Linked DNA regions of Mus musculus: regions 1, 2 and 4 are each linked to region 3. Evidence: chromatin contacts called from public Hi-C and promoter capture Hi-C data. All regions are on one chromosome and are shown on one strand. Each heading gives the region's core, a stretch centred on a gene start, on an enhancer-like site or on the middle of the called end of the contact. The rest is flanking DNA. Distances are from core to core; before and after follow the strand shown.

Region 1 (2,936 bases), core at 15-2,514, 2.6 Mb after region 3:
AAATTTCTCTCAAGGTGTAAGAAAAAGAGTCTGGGCTCAACTAACACTACTGAAAATGTCCTTCGGGTACTTTGTGTCCATAGGTACCCAAAGATGTGTGAGCATGCAGTGGGAGTCTCTTTCAAAACATTTGCATCTCCTCTGCTAAGCTCAAGCTTTAAAGTTCCCTCAAAGGCGCCTAACAGGCTAAGCTTCACAGGATCTGAGAAATGCCAGCAGGGAGCGGTATGGACAATCCCCACTCTTTGCAGGGAGAATGAAAGAAGAAAACTTCTCTTTCCTAAAACTGGGCATTAGAGCTTCATTCCCTATTATACGCCAGCTTTCCTAACTATGTGAAACACACAATCGAAACTCATTCTCCCTCAACATGCACAAGGAAGCAGGCAGAGAGAGATAGGCCATGTGGCCCTTTCAATCCCAGTCTTCAACTAGTCAAAATCGTCTGACAGACAGGTGTGCTGTGCTTAAGAACAAACTATCCAGTTTCCAAATAAAGTCAACTTTCACATTATCTGAACAGGACTGAACACAGGTCTGCTCCAGGGGACACAGTCATTCAAAAATTAATACCAGTTTCTGACAGTTGAGTCCACTTCCCCAATGCATGGGGCATGCTCCCCTGCAAAATAATTCCCCATATAATACATGTAGGTAAGACAGGTGGCCTCCATCTTCCACTGCTCTGATTATCTCAAAGAAATTAAGTTGGCTGAGTGACGGCCAGCCGAGACTGTCTTTAAGATGTTCAGAGCCTGCTGCCTCTGAACGAAGAGTGGTAGCCTCTTTACTACCAAAGGTGTCTTACCTTCCTCGCCAAGCAAAGGCTAGCACAAGTGGGCTGCAGTCAAACTCACCTGCCGTTCTTGGTCACGATCATTTCATTAGTGACTTCCTTGAATCTCTGCCAGAGGGGAGCATCCTCCAGGATGATCTGAAGTTGCTTCTCTGTAGGGTCTCCCTTCTCCCTCCCTGCCTGGAGCTCACTTTCCACCACGTTAAGCAGGCGAGACACAGTGCCTTCGCCAGCCTTCTGTGTGGCCAGTTCACTCATGGCTGTAGACCCTTTCAAACTTTGCTGAGAGCCGTTCCCACTTTCTCTGCCTCCGGCTCCTTCCTTCCCTCACTTGCTGGCTTTTCGACCCCAGCTGGTCAGTGTCTGGGAGTAGAATAAGATGCCTTGGCTCTTGCTAAAGCTTCCAGTGTGACACCCCTGAAAGTCTCCAAATTATACCACCAACCTGTTAAGCTTCAGTTGGGGAGCAGGGAGGAGAGGGTGGGGGGAGGTGGAGAAGAAAAAGCGCTCTCTTAATTACTCACTGGATCAGGTGGGAGTCAGCCTGGCTTTCCCATTGGCCGCCCTGCCTACAGTAGACGTTTAAGAAGAGTACTCCATCCAAATTATCAGGCTTTTATCTTGTTGTACCTGAAGAGGTCTAATCGGTGTATTGAGGACCGTTTTCCCGTTAATTAAAATTATTCCAGGCCCGGACTGCAACAATCAGTCAAATCATGTCTGCGTATAAATTGTGGCATGTGGCACCTATAGAAAAGGAGGTGCTGGCAGGGGAGCCACAAACTTGCTGTCTGGGCAAGCTGTCCTGGCAGAGTAGTCAGCTGAACTCCCTCCACCCTGATCTAGCAACTTGAACAGACACAGAAGCCCTGCAGACAAGAGCAGTCTATGCTGAGGGTGAAGGGCTCTGTGCCAAGATACAAGACCTGAGAATAAAGGAAGTCTCTCTGCATGCTACACTCAAGAAACTGAAGTCAGGAGGAAAAGAACTACAGACCTCTTTCCCCTAGGGAGCTCCTCTGTCATCTCCCCACTGACTGTACCCACCCACATTCACACCCTTTTTACCTCTAAGGTCCTTTTCATTTTCAGCTTTGAACTTTGATCTTCCTCCCTCGAATCCAGACCCCTAGTCTCTCTTATCTCCAGTCCTAGTGAAAGGAAGGGGGAAAGTAATTTGTCCTGAACTATTCTAAGAAAAACTCTGCGCCTCCTGGGTGGGAATCAACGTTTTACATCATTGGACTGAGTGATGCTAATCGTTGGTCCAAAAAGGCTCCCAGTTCTCTTTTGGGACAGCCGTGGCCAACGCTGTCCTTCCGGATTGAGTCCCGCTATTCCCTGAGGATGTAATTAGTAGAAACGGTTACTTCTCCTAAAGACACAGCACAGGGTGGCTGGATGGGGAGGTAGAAACCATGAAGGAGACCATCAAAACAGCTGGAACACCCCAACCCTAGGAGAGCCTAGGGTGCTGGTTTATCTTGTTATAAAAGAAAACAAGAATGTCAGAGCAATGGGGAAATAAAAGCAGAAAACTTAGGGGGAGTCTGAATGTGGAGGATGCCAAACATGAACTGAGTACCTACTAAGCACTCCACAGAAGTGATAGAAGAGAAGCGATATCTTCGTAGAACGACCCATCTGACAGGGGAAAGAAGTGACATGAAGTAGTTTGGTTATCAGCCACGGTAAGAAAATAAAGATCATGCAAAAGGACGAAGTGGTGGAGGAAGCCATGCAAGGTGAGGCGGGGCTGGGGTGGGGAGGGTCCTGATTAGATGCTGTGCTGTAGAAAGGCGATTTGAGAAGGCATCTCAACAGTGACGGAAAGGACACAGAGAAAGTTGAGTATCCAGAAGAGGGGACCCAGTAGTCATGGCTAGGACCAGGCAGGGACCTGCTAGAGGGCAGAGTAGTAGGACTCACTGCTCAAGGGGGAAATGTGGGCAGCACTGAACTGGGTATGAGGGAACCAATGTCTAGCATGATGAATTAGTCCACTTACTGAGGCAAAGAAGCTGAGGGGGATGGGGACTCAAGCAGAGCCACACTTTATTTGGAAATTGATGTTGCAATTCTATACATATTTATAATTTTAAAACGTGGTAGGATATATACTGACCCGAAAGATAACCAC
Region 2 (3,028 bases), core at 522-3,021, 2.4 Mb before region 3:
AAGAACCCAACTCTCCTCCACAAAGACATGGAATTGGACACCAGGTACACACACAAATAGATGCACACAGCTATGAAGATGCATAGCCAATGCATGAGGTGGTACTACACCCTCATGTGGATGTTAGCATATGAACAAAAACCACCCAATAAAATAACAAATGTTAGTGAATGTGTGGAGAAATGGCACCTTTTGTGCAATTCTTGTGGAAACGGTAGCTTCCTAAGACTTTCCCTATTATTTGGCAATTACACGGACTAAAAACATGCCCACAAAACAAAACTTGTTTACAAGAAATCACAATCGGCAAGATGGAGAAACAGAAGAGTAGGAATTCCATCTGTACAATGGGACAGTATTCAACCACCCAAAGGAATGCCATACTGATACCACGACTGAACTAGAAAATCCTAAGGCTCCAGCCTAAGTAGATGGAGCACCTACAATGGATTTCTATTTAAGGAAACGAAAATAGTCTGCAACTAGGTAACACTGATGGTTGTACGACAGAAAAAGTTGAATTTCACATCTTAATATGATTGAATAAGGTGAATTTTAATCTCAGAAGAAAAACATGCCCCTATATGCATAGCTCCAAGTCTAAAGTCCCTTCTCTTTTGGAGACAATTAATGCTGCACAACTGTTAAGCCACCCTCTCCACTCTCCCAGTGAGCACGTGGTGCCTGCCTATCTTGTCGCAAGATACCCAGATGAATACTTTAACTTCCTAATTTTTATGTGTTTAAAGCCCATGATTTCTAAGTGAGGGAGAAGTTTCCGAAAAGCAAATCTTAACAGCCAATGTTTCTGTGAAAACAATATGTCAATCACATAAAACCTGTATTGGCCAAAACCCGGCAATTCAATTACTCTTGCTATGGAGACCTCGAGGATCCAAAAAGTCAAGTCATTCACATTCATTTTTTACAAATCTAAAAACACACGCCAGGCAATTTCCTAGTCGTACCTACTGCTCAATTCCCAGTAACTTTTTAAAAATTGCTTTTATACATAAAGACTGGGGGTATACCGGAACGGTAGAGAGCTTGCCTAGCGTGTGTAAGGCCTGCAGGTCCGCCACTGGCACTGCTAAATAAAAACTGAAACCATAAGCACTGTCCAGGGCGTTTAGAAATAATACAGAGAATGTATGTATAACCACCTATAAAATGAAAGCGGTGACCATGACTAGTCATGCGGGCATGGGAATTCCTTCCCATGGCCCCCGGCCCGGAGCTCAGAGCTTTGCAGGAAGGTTTCTGATCCCTGGCCAGGAACCGGGAGCCGAGAAGACCTCAGGCAATGGAGAGAGGGGACCGCCACCCGCGAGCCTACCACGAACCGCGCCAAAAATTGGGATCCAGACACACCCCCGACCTTCCAGCCGCGGCCGGGACACTCAGGCCCAGGCAGGCGGCGGCGTAGAGGCCGCGGGCCCGCGACGGGGGCAGAGCCGAGGACATCAGCCCCGGGAAAGCAGCCGCCGCCCGGCGGCGCGAGCCGGTGGGTCCAGGCCGACCCCTACCTCTTCCAAAACGGAAGCCATGCCGTCGCGCGTCAGACCCGAGGCCGGAGCTGCAGCGGTGCACCGAAGCAGACAGGAAAAGCCGAACACGCCACCCACGAGCGTCGCAGCGCCGGCAGCGAGCTCCACAGACCCGGCGCGACACGGCGGCCCGCCCTCCGCACGAGACGGCTCTGGAACCTTCGCAAGGCTCCACCGGAGCCTCCCAAGGCCCCGCCCCTCCGAGTCTAGTCCCGCCCCCAGGCTGGTTGCCTAGCAACGCTCAATTCTCGCGAGCGATCGAATGCTCAGGAGGCGTCCAGCCACTTCCTTCCGCCCCAGCGATTGAGACGTCGTTCCGCGCCGGCAGAACCGGGCTGCGCAGTCGCAGCTCGCAACCGCGGCCAGACCTAGCCCCGGAACTAACCTTCAAAGGTTTGGGGACCCGATAGGAAGTGTCTCGAGAAGGGCTGCTTCCGCTGGTGCGATGCGGAGTTGCCAGGCCGCCATCTTGTCTTCGGCAGCTCTGAGGTATCGGGAAAGAACAAAGGAGCGCCCCCAAAGAAGCACAACTACCATCAAAAAAGGACGGATTTGTTAAGGGAGGAAGGCTCCTAAGTAGAACAATGGCTTTAAGTGGGCCTTGGGTTTCTGGAGGCGTCCTGCGTCTAGCACCGTTGACGTGGCGCCATCTCGTGGGACTGTAGGAAGGTTGCACGGGCTTCCTGACTGGCTCTGGGCGCCGTGGTGGAAAGCGGCACGGTTTCAAGTGGCCGAACGCTCCATTCTCCCTTGCCTATATGAGCTCTTGATACGAAGTTTTCCACTGCCTTCGCTCTTTACTAGCGGTTTATTTTGTATTTTCAGCAGGGTTTGGATTGAGTGAATTTCCACGTAAAATGTGGAGGAATTCTTAGGACTTTGGGTTGCAGCAGCCCGGATTAGTAAACCCCCAGCGTAAAACCGTTTTTCAAATTATCTTAATTATGACAGCATAGAGACGTCCATAACACCCAGTAAACCGAGACAGAAAACAAACAGTACCCATTGGGAGGTAGAGCAATCTGCTGTCAGCTTACAGATGCTTAGGGGAGTTACTAGCATCAGCAAGTCAAGGAAAATGCTGCTACACTACACTTTATATTAATGTAACATTAAGGCATGCAACCTGTACGAACTTCTCACACAAACTTGCACAAAATGACAAGTTAGACAGGGATGTATGTCGTGTATAGTTGCAACTTAAATAAAAGTCTCAAACCACCAGTCCCATGGCCTATAGTGATAAAAATAAAAACAATCCTTTTCTGGAGTGGACAATGACAGAAAGGTGCCACCCTTTGAAGTTTATGAAAAGGTGAAATAAAAAGGAGGAGGACATGGCTACTTCTAAAGTATGGAGAAGATTTTTTTTATTATTTTTAATTTTTTTTTGTAGCTATAAGGAAGACAGGCAGAGGGAAGGGTCCAGGTCGAACATGACTGTTAGACTAAATACAACATAAGAGCAAGAGGGGCCTTGA
Region 3 (3,048 bases), core at 59-2,558:
CATAAGAATAATAAGGCATGTATGAATGACATGTCCATTGTAGCTCTACTATCGTATTTCCTTATGCTGTTAACAGACAAGGACATTAACTAGCTAAGGAAACAAGGCAAGGAAGTTCGGCATAGTAAGCAAATATACGGATAAAATCATCAACTGAAGGGGCTGGAGAGACGGCTCAGTGAGAAAAGGCACTTATCCTTCTTGTTAACGACCCAGGTTCAATTCCTAGCACCCACATGGCAGCTTGCAACAGCCTGTAACTCCAGTCCCAGGGGATTTGAAGTCCTCATCTGATCTTTAAGAGCATCAGGCATACACATAGTAGTGTATGCACATATATGCATGCAGCCAAAAACACCCATACACATAATAAATCTTTTAAAAACATTAAATAAATAGAAACAAACAAACAAAAGACCACCTCTGGGCTGTCTAGTGACTCCGTGATAATCTCACTACCATGCCCTGCCAGAGACACAGACTAAGATACCTTCTATCTGGGCAGGCCATTTCAGTCCAAGTCAGCCAAGTTGTGAGGAGAAAACTCTCAACCAGTGAGCCCAACAGCAACCCTAACTAAAGATCGGGTGAAAGAGGGCTTTCTCCTGGAATTTTCCTCCTCCGGTTTGTTTTCTTGTCCCTGAGCATCTTTTCTTATTTTTGTGTCTATCAAATAACTGGCAATATATTTCCCCACAGTTTAAAAACTCTTAACAAAGGACTAATAACCATTAAGCTTAAAAGACTTGGAGGAGGATAAATTAAAAAAAAAAAGAAAAGAAATACACATTTCTACAGTTTTGGACTAAGTCTATCAACGCCAGACTTCTTTAAATAAATATGTCAAGCAGAGACTGTAAAGGAGATGAATTATTGGCAGAATGGCAATGTAAGGGTGGTTTCCCGCCTGAATCCCTATGTTTGGATCCTGCCATTTAGGCTACAAGCAAAAGGAATGAAACTGAGTAACCCTCAGCAATTTTGTAAATGGTATCAGACAGATATTTTATCACATGCGGCCCCTTTTACTCAGGTCCCTCAGACAGCCCGCAAAGTAGCATCTTCTACGGGACCTACATCCTAGTCACCCTTTCAGCTCCAGTTGAAAGACTTCTCAGCGTTCCCTACTCATCCCATGTACAACCCACGTGCTCCTCCATCGGATCTGAACGTCACAACCCCGGGGGATTCTCCCGGGTTCAAGAAAGACGGAAGCGATCGACCCGCTCAGGGTCTCCATTGCCTGAACATGTCCCCTCCGCCAGAAGACAAGACCCGGAGCGCCGAGACGCTCGATCTCCGTTGCCTGAGCCTGCCCCCTTGCGCCCTCTCCAGGACTCGGAGTACCGAGCGGCTCGATCTCCCTCGCCTGAGCCCGCCCCCTCTGCCCAGCGCCAGGCGGCGGAGCGCCGAGTCGCTCGATGAGCGGGGGCGCTGCAGCAGAGCGGAGCGGTGGCGGCTCTGCGCCTTCGGCCTTCCCCCTCCCACCCTTCTTCCTCCGCTTCCCGCTCCCTCCCCCGCCTGCCCTGCGCTGCCAGCAGGGACTGCTGCCGGGAGCCCATCGGAGACCGCAGGTATCCCGCCCCGGCGCGCCTGAGCAGGCAGGAAGCCAGGCGACGCCCCTGCCTACCGCCCCCAACGTCCGCTGGGGCTGGGAACCGGCCTGCGCGAGGGTCGGGTCGCGAGTGGGGAAGGCCGGGGGCCCGGGGTGTCCTGAGGAAGGGGCGCGAGGACTGGGGAGGGGCTGGGGCGGCCGAGGAGCTTTGAGATCGAGTTGCCCTCCAGGGGGAGAGCTGTTCCCGAGGGGGCACCTGTACGGGGAGTCGGGGGCCAGAGTTCCGAGCAGATGTCGGGGTGCGTGGCCTGGGGTGGCGGCGGCGAAGGGAGCCGAGGAATTGGCCAGAGAGGCTCGCCTGAGGTCCTTCCTCGGGGGTTCGGAGAAAGCGCGCATCCCCGCTGTGCTTAGAATGACCCGGGGGTGGAGGTGAATCCTTACACGTAACAGGTTTTGCGAGTAAGATTTCCAGTCACGATTTGCGTGGAACTGTTACCAGCCGAGACTGCAGATGAGAAATGAGGAAGAACTGGCGAGGGGGATGGAGGCTGAGCAAAGGAAAGCCGTGCCCAGCCAGATTCGAGCTTTTTTAGCGAAATGAAATAGAGCTTGTTTTGTCGAGGTAAAAAGCCAGTGTAGATTAAACAACAGGTTAGAAGTGCGTTACATGTAAAGCCACGGAATAGAGAACGTACTACAGAAGATGCATACGAGAGATTTGAGCAAGCGGGGAAGTACACGTAAGAGTCGTGCGATGTTGACACTTCAGTGAACCGTGTGGTGTTCCATCCACGACGTGGAAAGACATCACGATGACTCTTACTACGTAGACACGTTAACGACAAGAATATTTTTGGTAGGAGGAACTGTAGGCAGAATGGAGTCAACTCTGATTTCTGAGTACAGTTTATTTACGCTACTTATTTTTAATCTGTAAATATCATTAGTTGCGGGTAGTTCCAGGGTAGCTCGTTTATCTATCTGCTGATTTGCTGGTGGTTTGTTTATTTGTCTAGCCTGAGTTTGCTTCCTTCCTCAAACTGATAGCTTGGATTTTAGAACTTGAATAAGAGGTTTACTCCTCATTACGTTTTAGTGTCATACCGTGTAAAGACATTTTGTGAATTTGCTTGATCCCTCTCTCCTGTTGGCTAAGATCAGCTTTTGCTGTTAGCTAAGATCAATATCTGTTATCAGCCAGTTGTTTCTTTTGGGCTGTCAAGGATATAAATATATCGTCCAGATACAGTTTAAATCTCATTTTCTCCAGTTCTTGCCTTATCAACTTTTTCCCGGTGCATTCTGTAATATTTCTGCATGAAATTTATTCTGAGATTAAGATGTAAGGAATAAAATGGGCCAGATGATTCTAACGGAAGTAATGTGGAATAAAGACCCCCAGGGCTGTGACTCATGCATGGATGGATAGCAGCTATGTTATAAGTGAAGTTGTTAGTTTAAAAACAACAGGAAGCTGACTTCAATGATATTAC
Region 4 (2,923 bases), core at 111-2,610, 2.9 Mb after region 3:
GGGACCGATTCTGGGACTTCTGCTTTTTTGTATTTAATTCTTACAATGATAACATTCATTTAAAAACATTAAAACGCACACCTAGGCGTCCTTTAAGCAATTTACAGCCAGTAGTATTGGCTGTAATGAGATTTCATTTCTTTCTATTTTTGTTGTTAGTAAAAAAAAAAAAAAAAATGACAGCAACAAATCGCTTCACTTGGCAAAGAAATGACAGAGTTGGGGGGAGGAGGCACTTTGAAGAAACAGGACTTTTTAGTTGACTCTGGCATGACCCAACACACTCAACAAAACTCACGGTACACAGAACGAAAAAGGTGGAACCCTGCGTCCACAGTCCTGAAGGTTGTTTTTAGAAAGCTTAACTAAGAAACAGAAAATGCCAAGTGTGTTTTCCAGGGGTGGGAACAGGAACGTGAAACCTTACACCACCTAAAAGAGGTCTACGGGACTGACAGCAGGCTGGACCTGGGAAGGCGCGGGGGTGGGGAGGGCTCCGCGATCTCTTTTAGGTTTGGGCTAAGCGCCACGGTTTACAGCGAGCCCGGCTGGGGTGTCAAGTCCCTGAGGGTGGTCAACAGCGTCTCTCTCGGGCGACATCTAACCCCTTGCGGAAGCCGAAGAAGAAGGTGGACAAGCAACACCTTGAGGTCTTCGGCTGAGCGGGGACAGCTCCGGAGAAAAGCAAAAGCGCCAACTTTGGCGTTCAACGTGGCATCTCCGTAAGGCTCGCGGAGTCTTCTCCGGAGTCCCAGCCCACGAGCGACCCCAACACCTTTCCGGGCTTAGTGCCGCCTCCCCACGGCCCGGCTCTCCGAGGGAAGCCCAGCTTGAGCCGCGCCTGGCAGCTTGCAAAGGGGACCCCGACCTTAGGAGGAGCGGGCGCGGATCGCCGTCATCCCACCTGAGACCTAGCCTGCGGGGCGCCCCGGTCGGGGCTCGGTCCGGTCGCCAACAGCCCCGGCGGCGCCCCCTCCCCCACCTCTGGGCGGCGACCTCAGCGCCGCCGCCCCGGGGCCCCCGCTCACCCAGGTAGCGGCTCCTCAGCCGGGACGGGTCCTCCAGCCCAAGGGACCTTTTCCTCACGTCCCACAACAGGTGCGGGCAGGAGCCACTCCGAGCCATGGCTCCGCAGGGGCTGGGGTGGGAAAGGGGAGACCACCGCGGGGGGTGGGGAGGGGAAGAGAGGGAGGGGACAGGCCGATCAACACCCGAGCGGCACCAGCACCATGCGCGCGCCCCGGGGCCTCGCCGGCGCCGCGACTCAGAGGGCGGCAGCCACGGCCGCGCCTTCTCCCCGGGAGCGGAGAGGTACCCGGGCCACGGCTCGCCTCATACTCTCCTCAGACTACCCAGAACATCTAGAGATCGGCAACAGTCCCCTCCCTCGACCCCCCTCCCGCGGGAGGCGGAGGCGAAGGCGGAGGCGGCCGCGAGCTCCTCCCTCTCCTCCCTAGACCACGCCCCCTCCCGGCCCTTCTCGCGAGAGGATGCACACGGGCAACAGAAGCCGCTGTGCGTCACGATTGCCCTCACCCTAGGAGAGGAGCTTGAGGGCGCTCTAGCCTACTCCTTAATGGATTGGAGAGGCATGACGGAAGCCGCTGAGGTTGTCTTGCTCACGCCTCTCGAGTCAAAGGAAAAAACCGGGCGTGATGACCCATGCATGCAATCCCAGCAGTCGGGAGGCTGGACCATAGCGAGATCCAAGCCAGCCTGGGGTACACAGCGAAGACACCGACTCAAAAACAATAAGTAAATAAGAGGAAGTCCGACAGGTATCCAGCGTCATCTTCAGTTCGGGAGAGGGAAGCCCAGAAAGCTTATTAGTCAAAGTGAGGGACCGGGCGGAAGTGCGGCTTCAGGTTCCCCTCTCCAACATGGCCTCCAGGGCCGGAAGGAGATGATTTCTGGCCACGCCTCTTCCGCTCTGTGAGGCCAGCCAATTAGAGCAGGCCGTTAAGCTTGCGCAACGCCTCGCCCGCCTAGCTCTAGCGGCCCCAGCACGGCGACCTCTGTAGCACCTGTTGCCATGACTCCTCCCCCTCGGTCTCCCCAACCCGCTCGCAGGAGGCGGGCCGGGGCGGGCTTTTGCTGAGCTCCGCCCCCCTGAGCCTTTGCGGGACTCGGCCTCTAGGTGCTTCACCTCTGGCTGCCAGAGCCGGGGAAGGGCGCCCTAGGGCAGAGGCGGACGCCCCAGCGCTGCAGAGAGAAAGTGACGAGCCGCCCTTCGTTGTCAGCCAGGAACGCGGACACAGCGGCGCTCCCACCCTGCTGCTGTCGATCCCTAGGCCGCCGCGATGGCAGCTGCCGGCGCCCGAGGCCTGCGGGCCACCTACCACCGACTCATGGATAAAGTGGAGTTGTTGCTGCCAAAGAAATTGAGGCCGCTTTACAACCACCCGGCAGGTAATGAATCCTGAACGGCTCGCACGGAGATCGTTCCTCTCCCTCCGAAACCGGGACATTAGAGGCCCTGTGACAGTTGAGTTGCTACCGGAATCCCAGAGCCCTCATCTCGCCACTGAAGGGAATCCATCAATTCTCCTAGTCTTTCACCTTGTTTCATCTTAGGTCTCTTTCCAAAAACCGAGTATCAGCACCCAGTGCCCTTGTTGACTTTTGATGTCTTCGCTCCCTTAAACACTGCTCACACTCCCGACCTCTCCTCCAGACTTGAACCTTACTTAACTCCTGAGAGCCACGAAGGGGTCTTGGGCCACCATGAAACCCTCCTTCTCCTCCCCTTTCTCCCTCCGTGAATTTCTAACGCACACGTGGGGTAGAGCTGAAAAGGTGTCTGTCTGGTCTCAGCAGAGGGTTTGGAGTAAAGGTCATACTTTAGTTCCTCTTGGCAGAGGCCTGCTAAGTGAGCCCTCCCCAAAATTGGACGCTCCCCACCCCCATCCCCTTCCCCTTCCCG

Evidence for each region. Promoter capture Hi-C pulls out the DNA fragments that hold promoters and counts their contacts. Hi-C and Micro-C count contacts between places; a contact is called where the count stands out from the background.
Region 1: a contact with region 3 is called in a promoter capture Hi-C map of hippocampal neurons, with 7 times the contacts expected there. The contact joins the promoter of Tbx19 here to the promoter of Vamp4 in region 3. A contact is called at or near these places in 3 of 39 promoter capture datasets (hippocampal neurons, liver and pre-B cells).
Region 2: a Hi-C map of cardiomyocytes shows a contact between it and region 3, with 7 times the contacts expected there. The contact joins the promoter of Cacybp here to the promoter of Vamp4 in region 3. A contact is called at or near these places in 1 of 39 promoter capture datasets (the C10 cell line), 2 of 484 Hi-C or Micro-C datasets (CD4 T cells and cardiomyocytes) and 1 of 9 other capture datasets (adipose tissue).
Region 4: a promoter capture Hi-C map of pre-B cells shows a contact between it and region 3, with 3 times the contacts expected there. The contact joins the promoter of Dcaf6 here to the promoter of Vamp4 in region 3. A contact is called at or near these places in 1 of 39 promoter capture datasets (pre-B cells), 1 of 115 datasets of contacts at active chromatin or transcription factors (astrocytes) and 1 of 9 other capture datasets (liver).

Annotation. Positions count from the first base shown.
Region 1 is chr1:165,159,509-165,162,444 of GRCm38.p6, forward strand. It overlaps Tbx19 (T-box 19), which reads right to left and starts at 1,265. Exons shown (of 8, transcript NM_032005.4): 1 at 858-1,265. The coding sequence starts at 1,054.
Region 2 is chr1:160,211,121-160,214,148 of GRCm38.p6, forward strand. It overlaps Cacybp (calcyclin binding protein), which reads right to left and starts at 1,772. Exons shown (of 6, transcript NM_009786.2): 1 at 1,527-1,772. The coding sequence starts at 1,547.
Region 3 is chr1:162,569,207-162,572,254 of GRCm38.p6, forward strand. Vamp4 (vesicle-associated membrane protein 4) reads left to right here and starts at 1,309. Exons shown (of 8, transcript NM_001356527.1): 1 at 1,309-1,574.
Region 4 is chr1:165,459,103-165,462,025 of GRCm38.p6, forward strand. Dcaf6 (DDB1 and CUL4 associated factor 6) reads right to left here and starts at 1,361. Exons shown (of 19, transcript NM_028759.1): 1 at 1,029-1,361. The coding sequence starts at 1,125. Mpc2 (mitochondrial pyruvate carrier 2) reads left to right here and starts at 2,158. Exons shown (of 5, transcript NM_027430.3): 1 at 2,158-2,409. The coding sequence starts at 2,301.